Regions from separate parts of the Solanum lycopersicum genome. Here region 1 is linked to region 2. A link is a contact called in public promoter capture Hi-C data. All regions are on one chromosome and are shown on one strand. Each heading gives the region's core, a stretch centred on a gene start, on an enhancer-like site or on the middle of the called end of the contact. The rest is flanking DNA. Distances are from core to core; before and after follow the strand shown. Region 1 holds the start of LOC101247047 (UDP-glycosyltransferase 74F2). Region 2 has its middle 6.9 kb from the start of LOC138337745.

Evidence for each region. Promoter capture Hi-C pulls out the DNA fragments that hold promoters and counts their contacts.
Region 1: a contact with region 2 is called in a promoter capture Hi-C map of leaf, with 2.4 times the contacts expected there. The contact joins the promoter of LOC101247047 here to the enhancer-like site in region 2. A contact is called at or near these places in 1 of 1 promoter capture datasets (leaf), 5 of 8 Hi-C or Micro-C datasets (all in leaf) and 1 of 1 datasets of contacts at active chromatin or transcription factors (leaf).

The regions. Positions count from the first base shown.
Region 1 is chr8:52,177,667-52,184,606 of SLM_r2.1, forward strand. LOC101247047 (UDP-glycosyltransferase 74F2) reads right to left here and starts at 5,677. Exons shown (of 2, transcript XM_004245012.5): 1 at 4,944-5,677; 2 at 3,040-3,960. The coding sequence starts at 5,594. The coding sequence ends at 3,229. It overlaps LOC101246742 (nuclear transcription factor Y subunit A-8), which reads left to right. Exons shown (of 6, transcript XM_004245011.5): 5 at 2,039-2,206; 6 at 2,282-3,069. The coding sequence ends at 2,611.
Region 2 is chr8:52,136,232-52,143,010 of SLM_r2.1, forward strand. No RefSeq gene overlaps it. Among protein-coding and RNA genes, the nearest start is that of LOC138337745, 6.9 kb to the right of the region's middle. Within about 2 kb of position 2,655, at least 2 of the 2 cell types and tissues checked have open chromatin away from gene starts, as enhancers often do. A contact at or near this core is called in leaf, where this site is marked.

The DNA of each region.
Region 1 (6,940 bases), core at 4,427-6,926, 44 kb after region 2:
ATTGACATAAACTAAATATAATTAATAGTGCCCCCATAAAAAGTATTAAATGGTGCTTTGTACAGTGTTACAATCTATAATAGATCCACTCAGATAACTAGGGTTCAATCCCAAGTAGAACCTTTTTTGAAAAGTCTTTTTTAGCTTAATATTGGCGCACCCGTTTTTTTAAATCCTAGGTTCGCCTCTGGGTACAGGTTCCTTTTTGCTTAACATCGTTTGAGCGTTTCCTGGGAGCAAACATGGGTTACTTTAGCGCCTGGATTTTTCAAATCCTAGGTTCGCCTTCGGGTACAGGTTCCCCTGTTGTGTTATGCCGTTCGAGCATTTCCTGGGAGCACGACATGGGTTACTTCAGCGCACTGTTTTGGACGGCGAGAGGCAATAAAAGGCGACTAGGGCCTACCTCGCCACGCGGCAAGGCGAGCGGCGAGGCTCTCACCTTTTTGAATCAAGGCACCAATTAATACCAAAAATTAAAAACATTTAATTGCATATATAATATTCAAAATTTCAATAGCAATTACATATATTACAAATACTATAATAATTACTATAGAAGAATTAATTTTTTTTTTCAAAAACATAATGGACTGCAATCACAACACAATGAAAGCAGAAAATATTTTACAGTAATCCGGGACAAAACAGAGAGTGAAGAAAACAAAGGGAAAAAAGAGTAGTGAAGGTAGGAAGCAGTGAAGAGTGAGGGAGAAAGAGACGAATGGAGCAGCAACTCGAGGGAAAGAGACGAAGAAGAGAGCAGCGGCCGAGGAAGAGAAGAAGAGAGCAGCGACTGAGGAAGAGAAGAAGCAGCAGTGACTCGAGGAAGAGAAGAAGAGGAATACACGAAAGTCTGATAAAAGTTTGAAAATAGAAAAAACCTAGTATCATTAAGTTAAAACTTTTTTTTTTAAATCAAAATGGCGACGCCATTTTCGTCGTCATAGGGTCGCCTCGGGTCGCCTTGGTCGCCTCGCCTTGCCTCAGTGGATAATGGCGACACATCCTTGCCTCGCCTCGCCATTCGCCAAAGGTGCTATGGCGAGCGCCTTTCACAATACTGCTTCAGCGCCGTACGAGGAGTGTCATTAGGGGTGTAAAATGGTTCATGTTTTCTCAGTCGAGCTCATCGCAAGGGGCTTGCCTAGTGCGAGTTACCTCTCTTGTGTAGTTTGTGGGTCATCATAGTGGAGTATTTACTCTGTGAGCAATTGAAGGGTAGTATTGAGTGTTCCCTTGTCATTAAAAATGGAATTATTTGGAAAAAACTGTTAGGTGTTCTTTAAAAATGGAACAAGAAGTATTGACTAAAATATCTCTCTATTTTTATTAAGCATAATAAGTAGGGATGACAACGAGGCGGTGTAGGACAGGGACGATGCAGGTTGAGCTTAACCTGCAAAATAATCTCAACAATTAAAACAACTTAACAAATATTAAAAATTCAAATTCATCCTATAGCCAGGTAACTTATTATGTTAAAAAATGACTGCAGTAACTAAAAGCAAACTCAACAATAACTTACTAAATATAGAAAAAACAACATTCTCCGACTTAGAATCAAATTCATACCTGGCAATCTACGATCTACCCAGCGTTTCTTTTTTAAATAGACTTAAAAGGAAAAGTAAGACACAAAATTGAGAGAGATGATGCACCAAAACAGATAAGAGTGTCTTTATTAAGCACAAGAAACCAAAACAAATCTTATCTGTGGAGAAAGAAATGTTGCACCAATACAGGTCTCTTTGATGATGTCCAGCATCCTTATACCATGTGAACTTTGTGATTTGCAAATCCTATTGAATGCAACCCACAACTAACTTATGCCATCTCTTCCGAGCAATTAGCAGTTGTTTGTGCCAGTAATTCAATAGCAGAGAGTAGCAATTCATCCTGTCATCTTAATTACAAATGAAGATCTCTTCTGGAGCTCCTTGATCTTCAACTTAAAAGAAAAACTAGAATTTGTTTCACTTGGAAATGCATTTGTTGCTGTTTATATGTAACTCTTTTTCAATGTTGGCCTTACTAGATTTATCCTCAAATGGTTGGTGTCACCTCTACTAGAGTTGCACTTCCTCTTGAATGCACCGAGAGCTTGCCCATTTATGTGAATGCGAAACAATACAGTGCTATTCTCAAAAGGCGACAGGTCCGTGCCAAGCTAGAGGCTCAAAATAAGCTTGTCAAAGACAGAAAGGTACTCCATCCAGTATAATACTCTTGCACTTTCCAACAATGAAATTGTGGTCTTATCCCATCTTTTGTATGACAGCCATATCTTCACGAGTCTCGACATCGTCATGCAATGAAGAGAGCTAGGGGTTCTGGAGGACGCTTTTTGAACACAAAGAATATGCAGGAATCCAAGCCTTCATCTCCAATGCACGACAGAAATATCTTTAAGCGACAGGCAGGTGGCAACTTATCTAGTTCCATGGTTCAGCACTCAGAGAGTGGTAGTTGGGGGACTTCCACCCAATCTGGTTCTGATGTGACAAGTATCTTCAGTGGTGACAACATGTTCCAGCAACCAGAGTTCAGAGTCTCTGGCTTCCCTTTTCACATTCAGGAAGCTGAAGACTTCCTGCATGTTGGAACCTGACAGCACACTTGTGTTATCCATGGTGGCGGTGCCAATACAGGCTGCATTACAAATGCATTCTTATTGGTGCACACAAATGGATAATCGGCAGTTCATCCTTGGCTATGTTACTCTTCCTTTTCCTGAATTGAAATCATGAACACTTTTCCTAAAGCTTTAGTTGTGTTATGGTATATGTTTCATAGTTAAATGAGAAAGAGCGCAGGTTGGTGCCGCACGTGATCAAGAAGGGCAAGGAAAAGAGAAAAATATATTGGTCTTAATGAGAAACAGTGGAGATTAAGGCTGTAAAAGAATTCTCCTTTTCTTGGTCGAGCGTGTGTGTATCATCTTGCACTTCTAAGTCTGTACTTGTTAGTGTCATTTGCATTTGTGGTTTTCATTTCTGTGCTATGTATTGTATCACTGTTAATATGTTTAACTCAGGCTTTGTGCAACAAAATGAACTTGTTGAATCATTCTCATGCTTAGTACATAAACTTCTGAGGTTATACAACATGCATTGCTAACTACACAGAATATGCTAGGCATGTCATAGAGAAACCATATACTTAATAAAAATATTTGGATCTTCACCTTGTTTTCTAACCCAAAACTAGAATGCAATGATTAAATCACTAATCAACAAATTGTTTAATGCATTTTGAAACAAAATCTTCAACATTTTTATCAGATGTTCCACCTTCTTGAACAGCTTCTTTAGCCAAATCCTTCCATTTGAGTGCATTTTTCTTCATTTCTTTCCCTTCCTCTCCTTGTAACACTGTCCTCACACATTCCTCAATTTCTTCTCTTCCAACAATCCCATTTTCATTAACTTTAACTCTCACTCCTACACTCCAAACATCTTGCACAAATTTTGCATTTGTTGTTTGATCAGTCCATTGTGGCATTACCACCATTGGCACTCCAAAGCTCAATGCTTCAACCGTCGAATTCCATCCACCATGTGAGAAAAAACAACCAATTGCCTTATTAGACAACACTTGTAGTTGTGGACTCCAGTTTATTATTAGTCCTTTCTCAGAATTTTCATTGATGATTTTTTTGGGAATTTTCGATTGTTCGGAAATTTTAACCACCCACAAGAAGTAGCTACTACTTGCTTTTAATCCCTCAGCAATTTCTTCCATTTGTTTGTCATCAAAAGTAGACATGCTACCAAAAGCTGCATAAACAACTGATCCTTCTGGCTTAGTATTTAACCAGTTGATACATGTTGAAGAATCCACATGGAATAGATTGAGACCATACTCAATGTCATTTTCAACTCTATTGTCCATATAGAACGATGGTAGTGTTGGCCCTATGGTTGATAATGGGCTGATTTTTGACATTGTGTCTGCTACCTGCAATAAATATATTAATGAAAAATAAAATCAATTTATCTACAGAAGAGATGATATTGATTTGTTTACTCTATTGACTACTCCCTCCGTTCCTATTTACTTCCTACATTTTTCTATTTTTGGATACATTACTTTATGCAATATTTTAATTGGATACATCACTTTACGCAATGTATCAGGACGTACATGATATATCAAAACATTTTGGGGTGTATTCGAATTCTACCAAATTTTAAAAACTTTGGGAATTTGAAAAACAAAAAGGTATAAGATGTAATTAGCTCCTAGGGATTTGTATAGAATTTCAGCATCCACTAGGCGTGGAGCCAACCTTTTAGTTACGGTTCCATAGAATCCATGTTAATTTTAACTCGAACTGTATATTTATGTTAAAAGAAAAAAATGATTTAACATAAATCTCATAATGTTAAGAACTAATTATATTATTTTTCTACTTTTTTCAAAATTACAGAAAGTCTCTTAAAATTTATAGATTTTGGATATAGACTTTCGCATACATTAGCAGACGTCCGAATACATAGTGTCAGTGCCTGAGAGGGGAATGTATCAGAGAGGGAATATGATATCCAGATACATTATGGAGGAATGTATTCGAGAAGGGGATAGAGATGTATTGGAGTAACGTACCTGAGAAGAGATTTTTGATTTTTTTAAAATGATTGGAAATTTTTGAAATTATGGTAAAATAAGATGCGAATTTAGATAATTTTTTCTAAGAAATAAAAACATCTAATAGGAATAAATCATGTATCAAAAACCTAAACAAAAATAATTACTAAAATTCAAAACACCTGAACTAAAAAAGCTACCTCCTTTCTATAATATTAAAAATTTTCTTAAAAAAAAAAGAGGTGCATAAGTAAAATTCATTAAATAGATCAAAAAAATAAATAAAACACGAATAAAGAGTTTTAGTTGCTAGGGAATAGGGATTACCGATAAAGAGTAAGTTTTAAACTAACCTCAGCTTCCAACTTGTAGAATGAGTTCACAAATACATAATCAGCTTTGTCCACATTAGTAAATTGATTCAACACCATTTCAAAATAGGCTGGATACGTTCCATGTACGTAAATAAACGAAGGCATATCTCGAAGTTCGAGCTCTGATAATCCCGATATTTTCACGTTAGTCGAAGATATCGGTAACGTTAATTTACCATGATGAATATAATAGTAAATATAGTTCACCGCACATGCTTGAGTAAAAAAACATGCCCCAATTAAACCATACTTTTTAGCTACGTCTAAAGCCCATGGCATGAAAGCATCATACATGATGCAAGTAATAGGAAACTCCGATTTTTCATATTTCTTGATAAGATCCGCTAGGGATTTCGAGCCTATCTGCTCGAAACGTTCGAGGTAGGCGGCTATGCTGTCAGCATCAGCGTAGCCGCCTTTATCGAACCCATCGGAGACGGTGTCTATACCGACGATACCCGAATTTGGACGTGTGGAACTAGAAATGAAGTTTGTGATGGCTAAAGTGGTTTTTAGACCTTTGGAGACTAAACGTTTACAGAATTGAAGCATAGGGTTTATATGGCCTTGGCTTGGATAAGGAAGAGCCAAAATATGACCTCCATATTTTTTGGTTTTTATTACCTCCATTTCTTTCTTTATTTCTCTCTGTGTTGATTAAGTTTTTCCTTTACTCATCACTTGATCGAGGAAACGATATATATATATATATATATATATATATATATATATATATATATATATAAATAAAAGAACTAAGGATAAAGAAAGATTTTTTTCCCTCTTATTTTTGTCATACTGAATATAATTATGAGAGTCAAATTTTTAATGTTATCATGAATTCATATATGATTTTTAAACATAAAATTAATATAATATCAAAACTATGGAAATATTTTTTAATTTAGTGTAAATTATTAGTCTAATCCTCGATCTATTGACAGTCTTAAAAATATTTCTCTACTTGACCAACGAAACTAATTAGACACACCTGTAATCTAGGACATGATATAAAAAGTAGTCTCAAATTCTCATTGGAGTATGAGATTCTTAATAAAAAGTCGAGAGAAGTGTTAAAATATAACTAAACTTTGTGAGAATTTAGGGGTGTTTTTCACTGATATTAATAGGACGGGAGTATATTTAAGTCGAGCTAGTAATGAGTGGTTTTAAGGTCAATAATTTGATGATTAATTAATAATTACACTAGTTTAAAGATGTTTTCAACTCTCTCTATTATTTTATTACAAGTCACAATAATTATTTTCTTTATTCAAAACAGAATGAACTGGGTTATTTTAATTCCCCTTTTTAATAATGTCCACTTCTGTTTTTTTTAAAACTTTAATTCTAATTTTTTTTATATGTCATGTTTAAGATTATATATATATATATAACTTTAATTTTACATCATAAAATTGATTTTGTTTTCTTAAATGTCAAATTAAATTAAAATATTATTTTTTAAAATAGAGAAAGTTATAACTTACCTAAAAGAAAAATATATAAAAAGATTGAGATGGAAAATTAGATTCTCAAAAGTGAAAAAAAGGTAGAGAACGTAATTAGTCGATAAATGTTTTTAAACAACTTTTATAGGATGATAATGTTGACCACAAATCTGAGGGACTTTCGTGTATAATTTTGCTTGCTCATAACGACAAAAAATTACTTGGTCTGCACGGATTATATAAAAACAATGAACTGCGTTGAGAATGGTGCAATAATAAAGAGATTTTAAAAAAGGAAAATAACTGTATTAGAGTTGTTTGGATTGAGTTTTGGCTTATAATTTATAAGTAAAAAGTAATAAGTTAGGATTTTTAACTCATGATTTTTAACTTATTTTTATTATTTTGACATTAAAATAAGTTTTTATAAACACTTTTTAAGTTTATCCAAAAATTTTAAAATTGCTTAAAAACTATTTTAACTTAAAAGTACCTAAAATAAATCAATTCAAACAACCACTTAAA
Region 2 (6,779 bases), core at 1,405-3,904:
TTTCATTTTTTTAAATCAAAATAAATAATAATTAAAATTTTAACGTTCAGGTTATTTTATGTAATTATTCATATAACTATTATAATTTTATAAGCATTCAAAATCGAAAAAAATAATGATAGTAATACTTTGTTTTATATAAATATTTGGTTAATTATTTTAAGCTTATATTTTGAATCTTTAGTTTATATTCGAATTAATTATTTTATTAACCTTAAGAAGTTTGTTAATGAATTATATTAATTCGTCTCTTTTTAAAATTGTAATCTAGTTGGCCAATTACAATTTGTCTAAATTGGTAATATTCTAAAAGACCAATTTTTGGACCATTTACTAGCCAATTTCCAATCGTTCAGCTCATTCCCTCCCATTCCAAACCTCAGCCCACTTATCAACAGTTGCCCCAGCCCATCACTTTAACTCAAAATCAGGGAAAAAGCATAACCAATGTAATTTCCATCATAATCCCAGCCCATCAGAAAGCACTTTCAGCAGCAGCCCAACAATTTCCAACTCGATCCTATCGTGCTCTCTCTCCTTCATGCGAAAAAAGCAGCAGAAGGGAGGTACGACTTTTTTGTCGGCTTCCTTAACGTCCCTTTCATTCGTACATTCACGGCTGCACTAGAGACACGCGAGAATCATCCTTGAGACGATGAGATTGCTCCATGTCGTGAGTCGATCTCAAGCATTGATCACACTTTTCTTTCTTTAGGAATGAGTTGAATTTTCAGAAAAGGTGGTCTTTCCAAAATTGGTGAATATTTTGATTTCAAATTTTGAATTCATGGGCCTTGAATCAAATTTTTCATCCATTCCCCCCCCCCCCCCCCCAATTGATCAAAACCCTAATTCCTCTCTATATATATTCTTTACAGTTCCTTTGTTATGGAAGAATTTTTTTTTTCTGAAGATTATTCTTATGCAGAGAACACTCATATTAGTTGAAGAAAATAGGCAAGAATATACACGAAAAACACATATTGGCTCTATTTAGGTCAAAGATAGTGCTTAGTATCCTCGATCATTGTTCGAATTCAAGTTGCGAAGTGGAGACAAGCCCCCCTTTGCTCGCCTTGTTCCTAGTTCGCTGCCCGAAAAAGGTAATATCTTCCATTTGGATATTTTTCTCGTCTTTATTGCTTTAATGTGATACTGTTATTATGTTGGTCGATGTAGTCGAGTTTGATAGTTTAAACGTGATGTATGGCTGCCCTTGATCGATTTTTCTATTTTTTTTGTATCTTGTTTTGATCAAGCATCATGGGAATATTTCAGATGTTGCATATGGTTGGTTTTGTGCTTGTTAGGTCGGTTGAGTCATTTGTTAAGCATGTTAGCATCATCACTGATCCTTTATTTTAGTTGGTAACGGAGTATTCGTTTCTTTATAGTATAAGGTTTATGCTGGGATTATTTTGGCTGCCCGTGTCCTAAAAATGTATTTTTCAGTTTCTTCGACTATAGCTATTACGTCTACCTAAAATCTAAGCTTATTGGTCCTTTGAGTTCTTAGTCGATAAACTTTGAGTTCTTAGTCGATAAAATCATTTTCATTGTCTTGTTATGATCCTTAGGCGCTAAAGATTTGTTCTACTGTGTTGTGCATATTCTATGGTTTCGTTTATTTTTTTTCTTTTTCTTGTCCACATTGCTGGAATTTAGTTCTTCCGAACACCTTTTTGTATGAAGCTTCCTTTTTGATATAGAATATGTAGTTCTTAAGCCATCTGGAGTTTCTGCCTTTACAAGATTTAGTTCGTGGGTGTTCTCTCTAGTTGTATGCTTTTGTTCCAGATGATTTTGTATGGGAATCTGTTAAGTTGGAGTCGGCATAAGTGATACTCTCTAATGGGAAAATAAGCTTACTTTCCTCTCTTTATTGTTTATATGTTGTGTATTTTAATAATGGGCAGTAAATGCCTTTTCTTGGCAGCAACATTTGACTATAGTTTTCTCCCAGCAACAAGCGACATGCTCCCTTTTTTTTTCAAATTTTTATCACTTATATCCATTAGTTTAATGGCTACCGTTCACCTGTTGTTTTGTTGTTTTTTGATTTTTTTTATACTTTAAAGTTTGACATGGTTAAACCCAAGTTTATATGATTCCTATCACCCCTTTTAGTGTTATATTACAAGTTTTCATCGATTAATATCAATTGAACCCCGTTTTAGTCGAGATTGGATTAAGAATTTTGTTGGTTATTTCCTTTATTTTGCCATTTCGAGTAGCTGCTAATTCTTGTTCATCTGTTCCCTTTCATGTGAAATCTCCTCTGAATCCTCATGGGTTATATCTCATCTCCTCGCGTTTGCCTATTGGGCCATAAAGGCCCAATACTCTTGCTTATCGAGTCGTCTAGCCTCCTAAAAAATGATGTACAGATTCAGAGCGGTAGCATGTTGCTGAAAATTCAATTTCCCAGCCCCGAAAAGTCAAAAGCATGCTGATATACTGACTATATACAATGGTATACTATTTAAATATACAATATATAGGCGCAAAGACGTGAAAATGCAGGTAAAAAATACAGGGAATGAATTTCAACAAAAATTACAGGTCTTGGAAGGCCCAAATGGGTCGGATATGCCTTGTATACATTAGTATACACGAATTGTATACATATTTTCGAGTGCAAATGAGCCCAATATTTTAAGTGCATGTGTAAAAAGGAAAATGGCAAGGGTCAAGGCCCACTTAGACCTAGGGCAGGGGAAGAAGTAAGGCCCATCAGATTTGTGGATTTGGGCTGATTAGCCCAAATTAATTTTTCTATCCCTCTTTCTCTCTTTGTTTATATATGTTTGACTAACATTTTGGTTTCAATTTAATTGATTCTCAACCATAGCCATTCATTTTCATTTATATGCATATATTAAAAAAATTGTATACATATAATTTTACTTGGTTTCATTTCTACTTCTTATTTTTGTCAACCCTTAAGTTTATCACTTTAGGTTATCCCCTTAGTTATTTTTCCTTAAAAAGAGATAATTAATTTAAATGATAAATGATGAATTAGTAATGTAAAAATTTATTTTTTATAGATTACATAAACTTTATTTTATCATTATTCTAATTCTAATCAACTACCTTTAGTCACTCTCGATTAAAGTAATCTCTTTATTTTCACTAATTAATTAAAAATAATAATAATTTTAAGTCATAGAAGGGATAAAAAATCTTTATTTGATAAATGTTGGAAAATTCAAGATCATTTAGTCAAATCGTCGGTCAACCGTGAGTTAGCGGGCATCCAAAAGGGCCTAACACCTTCTCAGAATATATATTTGAACTTCGAACCCTTCTCAAGTTATTTTTATCTGTTTTAAATCTTTTGAAAAGTATTTTTAAGTTTTCTTGATTTTTACTAAAAATCAAGTGGGGACTCTGTTAATTCGGAAAATTGATTTCTCTTAACTCATAAGATTAATTGTTTTTTCGAAACATAGTCATTTTTTACTATTATATATATTTTTAACTAAAACAAATACAATACAATGGATAACAATGATCCAAACATAGTGTTAGAGTTGATTACACATCAATTCTAGTTCATACTTCCTCCGTCCACTTTTATTTGTCATATTGAGTTTTTCGAAGTCAATTTAACTAATTGTAAAATTTAAATTTGATTACATCAATTCAATATTTTATGCAATAAATTTAAATATTCAAAAACTATACAGAAAGTAGTATAAATTGCATTTTTTTTGTATATCAATATGATAAAACATACATTGTAAATATTAGTCAACTTTTTTATAATTTAACTTTACAAAAAGAACTATAACAATTAAAAGTGGATGGAAGCAATAATACTAAAATGTGAAATGAAATAATAATCCTGGACTAACTTGGGTTATTGCACTATATTTCTAGAAAAACTAGAAAGGGGACCCGTGCTTTGCACGGCCCAATCATCATTATTTGAAATCCGTAATATTTATTGAGGAACTTTTACATGATGTCACTCAAAAAGTAGCCTAATTATTCTCTATAGATATAGTTTGATAACTAAATTATTAGCTACATGTTATAGGGAGGAGAGGCGAGCGAGACTGGGAGAGAGAGAGGAGAGAGGCATGTGAGAGGACAAAGAGTGGGAGAGAGGTGAATTGTATATGTATATCGGTTAGATAATTGTATATTATACATATATATTTGTATATATAGCAAGCTAGATTGGGAGGGGGAGGGGGAGAGGCGACCGAGATTGGGAGAGGGAGGAGAGAGACTGTCGAGATAGGATGAGGGAGAAGAGAGGCGAGCGATATTGGGAGAGGGAGGAGAGAGGCGAGCGGGATTGGGCAGAGAGTGGGAGAGTGTGAACTGTATATGCATGTCGGTTAAATAATTGTATATAATGCATTTGTATATATGGCAAGCGAGATTGGGAGAGTAAGGAGAGACGCGAGCGAGATTGGGAGAGGGAAGAGAGAGGCTAAAGAGATTGGGAAAGGGAGGACAGAAGCTATCGATATTGAGAGAGGAGGAGAGATGCGAGCAATAGAGGACAAGAGTGGGAGAGAGCCGAATTGTATATGTATATCGATTAAATAATTGTATATTACACATATTAAATGAATGTCATATTTTTAATGGAATGAAGAAGAGGCACCATATAATAGGTTTTTTACCATTTTTTGATTGGATAAAGAAGTGGCCTTATGCAATTTTTAAAAAAAATTAAGGGCACAAGGGGAATAAGCAGGCAGCACAAGCAGACATGTTGACGATCTTCTCCCTGCTATTCCCCTTTCTTATATAGTAAAGTAATACATATGTTATACGTAGGACCTGCTTAGCTAACATAACATTTATCTTTAATTTGATATAACCAAAATGTCCTTCACACCTATAAATCCAAAGATGTACAAGTATTATAAACTCATTGATAGGTTTGGTTTAGAATATAATTTCGATTATTGAAGAAAATATTCATTAATAAATGTTGGAATTATTGGTGATAAACAAGGAAAGAAGACATTAAAAGGGGAAGGAACAAACAAGCAGACAAGGGTTTCATGTTTGTTCTTAATTTCATTGAAAAAGTCTAATTTTGAGATCTGAAAAAGATAAAAATGGAAAATTAGCAAACTAGTCACAATCCGTAACTTAATTAGTAAAAGCATCTACATTTTAAAATAATTATTGAAAATATCAAAATGTCAATATTTTAGAAAGTGATTTGTATTCAAATTTTATTTTTCAAAACAGTCCAACTTTAAATCAAGTTGTACATCAATTACCCATTTACACTTCTTCATATGTTTTACTACCATTAAATTTATTTTTCATCTTTCATCAACTTTTCAGTTTTCACCATTCCCATCATTCACTTTTCTCTTTTTTTTCTTTAATCAAAATTTCAACATTATTCTCTCATTTTGTTGAAGAAGAACTAATTATTCAAGTTCGTAACAATTTGTTCATATCTATCAATTAATCAAAATATCTCTCAATTGATAAAGGTACTTTTGATTTCATCATTTATTTTGCGAGATTTTGTTTTAAAATAACACATTATGTTAAATTTTTTTGGATTGTATGTATTAAGGATATTCTGTCATTTTCTTTTTATTTTTATGTGAATTTGTTAACATACTCATTAAATATTTATGTATTTCAGATTTTTAGTATTTAAAATAATTTTTGTTGATCGTTTTTTATTATTTGTTTTTATATTTCAAATTTATTAGAATCTACATTAGCATTTAAGTATTTAGTTGTTTCGCAAAAGTATTTGAAAGTATTTTGAATGTTCTTTAGTTTGTAGTCAAATTTGTTTTAACAAAGTGACAATTTAAATACAAACCTGTATTTTGATTATTTAAAATTATGAATGAATACGAAATCAAAGATAAACTAGTTGATATAAACATATAATGAACAAAATAAAATACAAAACTATTTGACTAATGCAATTAGGATGAATACACATATAATGAATACATACATAAACTGTATTTTGGCAATTTATAGTTGAGAATGAATACGAAATCAAAATATAAATACAAAACTTTATGGTATAAATTAGGACAAATATGAAATCAAATCTAAATAGAAACTTTATGGTATACATTAGGACGAATACAAAATCAAATCTAAATACAAACTATTTGTTATACAAAGTGATATTGAAAATAAGCAAAATAAATACATATGTAAGATGGATTAATACTTATATCATGAATACATGAGTATTGTATTTTGAATATTGAAAAATTTCTTAAAAGGAGATACATAAACTTCATAACCTTAACATGACAATCAAATAACTTCATACAATTTCAGACATTTTTAAAGGCAAATTATAATTTCATAACGTCAAAATAATGCCTTAGTAGAATAAACTACTTCAAATATGATAATGTATGGTAAATAAACGTGTTTAGAAATAAAAAAATTAAGAAAATTGAATATTGAATTTTTAGAACAATGGTGGTAGGTGTGTTTTTTAAAACATTGTGAAAGAAGAAGAAGAAGAAGAAAGAGATGAAAGTTGTTGTATTTTGTAAATTGTCAATTAATTCTTTGTTTTTGAATTTTAGTAACTAATAAGACTTTTACGCAATTGTTTCTTTTTAATATTTTTCTTTCCCCTTAATTTCTCCTTTATGTTTTTAACAGTTATTTCTTTTTTGACATTTTTACTAAATATTGAAAGTATTGACAATGAGTCCTATTAAATGTCAAAACATTGACATTTTGAAAATTTTCCCAAAGATAAATGGGTTGTATATTCTAGGTTGAAGAATCGTTTTAATATTGGG